2 separate regions of the Zea mays genome follow, and region 2 is linked to region 1. Evidence: chromatin contacts called from public Hi-C data. All regions are on one chromosome and are shown on one strand. The core of a region is the stretch at or near the end of the contact, and the rest is flanking DNA. Distances in the headings are between cores, read along the strand shown. Region 1 has its middle 39 kb from the start of LOC606403. Region 2 holds the start of LOC103634583 (pentatricopeptide repeat-containing protein At1g56690, mitochondrial).

Evidence for each region. Hi-C and Micro-C count contacts between places; a contact is called where the count stands out from the background.
Region 2: a contact with region 1 is called in a Hi-C map of leaf, with 5 times the contacts expected there. The contact joins the promoter of LOC103634583 here to the enhancer-like site in region 1. A contact is called at or near these places in 3 of 25 Hi-C or Micro-C datasets (all in leaf).

The regions. Positions count from the first base shown.
Region 1 is chr1:51,474,060-51,477,473 of Zm-B73-REFERENCE-NAM-5.0, forward strand. No RefSeq gene overlaps it. Among protein-coding and RNA genes, the nearest start is that of LOC606403, 39 kb to the left of the region's middle. Within about 2 kb of position 1,487, at least 18 of the 20 cell types and tissues checked have an H3K27ac peak or open chromatin away from gene starts, as enhancers often do. A contact at or near this core is called in leaf, where this site is marked.
Region 2 is chr1:51,619,163-51,622,603 of Zm-B73-REFERENCE-NAM-5.0, forward strand. It overlaps LOC103634583 (pentatricopeptide repeat-containing protein At1g56690, mitochondrial), which reads left to right and starts at 2,080. Exons shown (of 5, transcript XM_035963596.1): 1 at 2,080-3,441. The coding sequence starts at 2,118.

The DNA of each region.
Region 1 (3,414 bases), core at 237-2,736:
TGGTAAATTGCACAACTTGCCTTCGACAAGCTCCTACTTAGTGTCTTCAACCTACTGAGCTCCGAGCTCCTCAATCACTTGCTCGTCTACTCACGACAATACAAAAAACATTGCATAGGAGAAATTAACATCACACCAAACATGATAATATAATGCATAATAATGATCTATGCATCGTAACGAGATCCTAGGTTCGAGAACCACTAAATTCGAAGTTACGGTTAAAGAGTTCTGATTTTCTAAATATTTAGGTGTTAAACATAAAACAAAATGAGTTTATTTTTATCACTATGCTACATAGTAAAATAAGGTTACTAACTAGTTAACAATATTAATATGAGTCCAACGCAACTGGAATGGATCAATTTGGAGTTAAATCAAAGAAGTTATGGATTTATTAAGGTTTGGGAATTAATTTCTACATAAAAATCAATTTTCTAATTTATTCTATTATTGTGGGCATCATTATACCAAAGACCAGGGTCAAAGATATAAATACCAGGGCTCCGGTTAATTATTCTATAAAGTGGCAGGATTGCGGGTTTATTCATGAAGAAAACATGGACTCTTTTGTAAAACGATCAACGCGAAGGGAAATGCAAGGATCACAGCCGTCTAATCTAAATCTCGCGCACCAGATTAAGAGTTTTATACTTTGAACCGGTATGCAATCGTGACCCTTGGTTACAGGATCAGTGCCCATGGTTTAATGAAGTGTGATTCAAGTCTCACACGTTCGATCCCGATCGGACGCTCCTCGCCTTCCCCCACCAAACCAGTATTCACACAATGAATCACGGCCGCTCCAAACACATCCAACGGCCAGGGATTCGTCTCCTATCCCCCGTCCCGACACCAGACCGCGGCAGAGCCACACCGGTGAGGCGGTCCCAGGACATGCTAGTGCACTTTTACCCATTTCAAAGTCCCCTACACGACGCCCGAACGATAGCATTTCGATTAGGGAGCACACACCTGCCAATCATGACGTGAGGAGCCATGCCGCCCGACGTATCGCGACCCGCGATGGTGATTCCGTTGTCGATGAGCAATTGCTCAGGACCCTAGTGAACGTCGCCCGAATCTGCTAGGCGCACACCTTCTACGGGTTCGACGATCACCCGAAGTCGAATCCCAAGACTAGAATCGTCGTGGTTCAATTTTCCCACGCTGGCGGCCTCCCTTGCATTTTCTCTACCACCCACGACACTCTAGCTCACGGCATTCACATGTTGTTCTCAAGATGGGCGAGGAAGTGGTCACGAGGTGCTCCGAGGTTCCTGCCTTTATCGCCCTCGCCCAAACCGGCTGATTAGCGAGGACTCCAGATGGGCAGCAACGGCGGCCGCACGTAGCTCGCGTTTCTGTTACGACGAGGGGGAGAAGAGGGCTGACAAGCGGGCTCCAGACTCCAGCACGAGTGCGGTCGCGTGCGTGCCCTGGGTGGTGGCCCAGTGGGACCAGTCTGTCGGCACTGCGAGGTGGACAACCAGGGCACATGTAGAGGGCTGGCGGTTGGGCCCCCGTGTCAGCGTGGCAAGGAGAGGGGTCGGTTGGGCCAATCCGGGCCAAAAGTGGGTTTGAGTGGTGCCTAAATTCCTTTTTTTCTTTTCCATTTATCCTGTTTTGCATTCCTTTCCCTACTATAATTCTTAGGTTCCCATATTTTTCAGATTTCAAATTTGGATTCAAGGCTAAATTTGTTTTATATTTATGCTTGAGTTTAATGCAGATCCAAAACTTCAACATGATGCATACTTCCATATATTTATTTGGTTTTCATGAGAGGTGAAGAATCATGCTTGTCGGAGATGCGATTCTCCGGCCGGGTGGCGGAGTGCACCCGCCCTAAGTCCTAAGATGCGGAGGGGGCTTAAGCGTTTTGCCTGTTGGAGATTAGAGGGATGAACACAAGAACACACAAGGGTTTAGAGTGGTTCGGGCCGCCAGAGCGTAATACCCTACTCCAATGTGTGATGTATTGAACTTGAGAGCTTGTATGAACTTGTGAGCCTGTGCTGGGTCTAAGTGTGTCTGTCCTTGTTCACATCGCATGCCTCCCCTTTTATAGCTCAAGGGGGGCATGTACAAGGGTTCTGAGCCCCGACACGTGGGCCCAGGGACAAATGGAAGGGTGGAACTACTGCTTGCCCTGCCCGTGTAATCTCCTGACACCCGAGATCCGCGTCGACTCGGCGCGCTGGGGGAAGCTTCTCGTATAAGGGACGAGTATAGTGCACCGCGTAGCACGGGCGCACTGTTTCGTCAATGGACTGGACAGGTACGCTGTCTGCAGGGTGGCCCTGGCATCGCCTGCCAGCGGAATAGACAGGACGCAATAAATGCCGTGGAGGCACATCATCTGCCAGAAGGGTGGTCAGGCGGTGCGTTCTCTCCGTAATAAATGCGGAGGCCGCGCGGCCCAGAACCCTTACGTCATGCTCCGCCCATCGGCCCACGTCATGGACAATAAGCCATATGGCTGCATTTGGCCGAGCAGGGGGGCGGAGGAGCCATGGATAGAGTCAGGACACGTGTCAACCCCGGACCTATGCCCAGGTCATGACACTTCCTTTCCCGGGCCCTTGTTATGGGTGGTCCGGAGCTCACTTGGTGGGGTCCGAACCTTATCAAATGGTTTCGGGTTGCTTTACCTCGGGGGTCCGGGCTGTGCGCACAGGGATCCCGAGCCTACTGGGCCTGAGGGCGTTGTCTCTAAGAGTGCCACCTTAACTACCCACGAGACACCCTTGGGGTTGTTCTTCGTTCGGTTAAGGGTAGCCACACAGGCATCGAGCCTTCATACCGTAGTAAGGGGTACCCCTAATCCAGGGTACCGACAGTGGCCCCCGAGCCCGCCTCAGGGGAGGATGCGAGCCTGCAGGCGGGGCAGAGTTTGGTTGACGATTGGCTCGTTGCTCCTGCGTGCCCGTTGATGCAGTTACTGCCAGCCCGCTTATGGTCACGCCGACTGCCATGCCTCCCCCCGAGGCTAACTGTCCTGTGAACTCCGTACTTAATGCCTTTGTTGTGCCATGCGCGGGGTGCCTCGAGTCGCTGCATCGGTTCCTTGGAAATCTATCTTCTTGGTCTCGAGGAGGCGCGGTATTGGCGCGAGCGGTGGTGCAACTTTCCTGTATCCAGGGACCGGTGCGCCGGGTGTGTGACATGTGGGCCTGGGCCCCCATGTCAGAGGTTGTACCACCGGTTGCAGAAACCGCAGGGCGGTTGCATGCTCCTTGTGCGGCGGTTCGCCTTCTTGACCGCTGGTTGCGGTGGAGATGAAAGGGTGTATAACCGCAGGGCAGTTCCGCGCTCCTTGCGCGGCGGTTCGCCTTCTTGACCGCTGGTCATGGTGAAGATGGAAGGGCATATAATCGTGACGCTTCGGGGCATGAGCGGGGAATTCAGCCT
Region 2 (3,441 bases), core at 830-3,329, 150 kb after region 1:
TCGGTGCGGTGCTCGATGATTCGCACCATCATGCCGAATAAGAACACAGGCAAAAACCTAAAGCCTAGCCCCCTACCTGGCGCGCCAAATGTCGGAGAGGAAATCTCCGGCCGGGTGGCGGAGTGCACCCGCCCTAAATCCTAAGATGAGGAGGGGCCTAAGCGTTTTGCCTGTTATGCGAGATGGAGGGACGAACACAAGAACACACGAGAGTTTAGAGTGGTTCGGGCCACCGGAGCGTAATACCCTACTCCACTGTATGTTGGATTGCTGTGGAAGCTTGAGAGTCTGAGTGAACTTGTGTTGTAACGTCGCATGCCTCCCCTTTTATAGCCGAAGGGGGGCATACACAAAGGTACTGAGCCCCGACATGTGAGACCGGGGACAAAATGTATATAGCACTTGGAGCTACTAATGTTTGCTGTTGGGGCAATCTTCTCGCGCCCTGACATCCGAGATCTGCGTATCCTTAGCGTGCAGGGGAAGCTTCTTGTATAAGGGATGGTGAGTACAGTGCGTTGCATGGCACGGACGCACTGTTTGACAACAGACTGGACAGGCACGCCGTCTGGAGGATGACCCCTGACGTCGTCTGCCAGCGGAGTGGACAGGACGCATTGAATGCTGAGAGGGCACATCACCTGCCAGCATGGTGGCAGGCGGCGCATCCTCTCCGCAATAAATGCAAAGACCGTGGGGCTTTAGAGGCCTTACGTCAGGCTCCGCCCGTTGGCTTATGTCACGGGCCACAAGCCACGCGGTAGCAGCGGGTCTCCGCTTGAGTGGGGAGCGTAGGGCAAAGCCTGGACACGTGCCAGCGCCGGACCCTCACTCATGTCGGGGTCCCTTCCGTCCCGGGACCTTGCTGTGGCCCGGACCTTACTCGGAGAGGCCTGGGGCCCGTCGGTATGCCTTCTTTGGAGTTTCGGACCGTATCCGAGGGTTCGGGCTGTGCGTACAGGGGTCTGGTGTTCCTCCGCGAGGGTCCGGACCCGATAACGCACCCTGCGGTGTATTACCTTTCCTCGCCACGTGGTATCCCTGAACCTGCCCATGTGGTGGGGTTGGGGTGCCATTCTCCGCGCGGCGTCTTTATACTGTAGTAGGGGTACTCCTGATTCGGGGTACCGACAGAGGGGATTGATACGGATTGGGAGATATTTTGACTTACTAGGGATTAAAAACCCCTCAATCCATATATATTGGGGTAGAACCGAACAAGCCCTAAGGTGGTGAAGATAACAATGAACCCAAACAAAAAAACAAGGTGCAGTGGATGGTAGAAACCAAAAGCAAGCAGGCGATGAGGCACGTGTGCTGGCCTAGGGATTGAGCGCTGCTCGAGCAGAGATGGCAATGGGTACTCGAAACCCGACGGGTTTTACCCGATATGAAGGAGGGTATGGGATGATTTCTCTACCCGCGGGTATGTTAATGGGCAAGATCCTCTACCCGTTGGGTAGACGGGCATGGGTATAGGTTGGTACTACCCATATCCATCTACCCATGGGTAGAATATACCCGCAACAATACCACTATAATCATCTAATAGAGCCCATCTTAGCTAAAATAAAACTCTTCTCTAGCTATCATTTGTTTAGTTACCAAGTTATATAATCATATGATTATATGTGAAGTTGGACTTATTTTTTATGTTTATTTAATGTTTTGAGTGATTAATATATTGAAATTTAAGTCTTTTCTAGTGGGTACGGGTTATCCGACGGGTAAAATTACTCGCGCGGGTACGAGTAGGATTTTATACCCGCGAACATATATGGGTAACCCGACGAGTAAAAGTTTTTTTGGATAGGTACGGATATGGAACGGCACTACCCGACGGCTATGTACCCGTTGCCATCTCTATGCTCGAGTGTGGCATGTTGGTTGGATGCTGCTCGAGTGTGGCATGTTGGCTAGAACTTGCATATCTCATACGATTTTAGTATAATATACAAATAAATTGTATATATAAATATATTAATTTAATTAGTTTGTGTTTAAATTATAATTACGTAGAATGAAATTCAATTTCAATGAAATAAAAGTGACCTTAAAAAATAAAAATCCATCGAGAAAAATGGTTTTCCGTCCTATATTTTGAACGCATGGGGTAAATGCATTCGAGAACTGTACAGTTTCGAAAGTACAGAGAATGTTTTCGGCGACTGCAATACTGCGAAGTGGCCATCCGTCGGCAAAGGGCCGACTTCCTGTGCTCGTTCCTGTCATACCTCGCCACCATGCGCCTCCCGCCCGTCCGCTTCCTGCCGTCGAGCTCAACGCCGGCGGTAGTGGACGCGAACGCGCGCATCGCTCGGCTGGCACGCACGGGGAACATGGAGGGCGCCCGCGCCACGTTCGAGGCCATGCCGCTCCGCACCACCGCCTCCTACAACGCCCTCCTCGCCGGCTACTTCCGCAATCACCTCCCCGACGCCGCGCTCCGCGTCTTCCACCGTATGCCCACGCGGGACCTCGCCTCCTACAACGCGCTCATCTCTGGTCTCTCCCTGCGCCGTCACACCCTCCCCGATGCCGCCGCGGCGCTCGCCACCATCCCCTACCCGCCCTCGGTCGTCTCCTTCACATCCCTCCTGCGTGGGTATGTGCGCCACGGCCTCCTGGCTGACGCCATACAGCTGTTCCGCCAAATGCCTGAGCGTAACCACATATCGTACACGGTGCTGCTCGGTGGCTTCCTCGACGCCGGCCGTGTTGACGAGGCTCGCAAGTTGTTTGACGAAATGCCCGCAAAGGATGTTGTTGCGTGGACTGCCATGCTGTCTGGGTACTGCCAGGTTGGCCGGGTTGATGAGGCGCGCACTCTATTTGATGAAATGCCAAAGAGGAATGTTGTGTCGTGGACAGCTATGGTCTCTGGCTACGCTCAGAATGGGCAGGTGAACCTTGCCCGGAAGCTGTTCGAGGTGATGCCTGAGCGAAATGAGGTGTCGTGGACTGCAATGCTATTTGGGTATATACAGGCTGGCCGCATAGAGGATGCTGAGGAGCTGTTTAATGCAATGCCAGATCACCCATTGGCTGCCTGCAATGGGATGATTGTTGGGTTTGGGCAGCAGGGGATGGTGGATGCTGCCAAGTCAGTCTTTGACAGGATGTGTGAGAGAGATGATGGAACATGGAGTGCAATCATCAAAGCATATGAACAGAATGAATTCTTGATGGAGGCACTGTCTACCTTTCGTGAGATGTTGCACATTGGAATCCGTCCAAACTACCCATCAGTCATCAGCATCCTCACCGTATGCGCAGCACTGGCTGTTCTTGATTATGGGAGGGAAGTGCATGGTGCAATGCTGAGGCGCTCCTTTGATATGGACATCTATGCCGTGTCAGCATTAATCACAATGTACATCAAATGTGGCAATTTGGATAAGGCCAAAAGGGTCTTTCACATGTTTGAGCCCAAAGACGTTG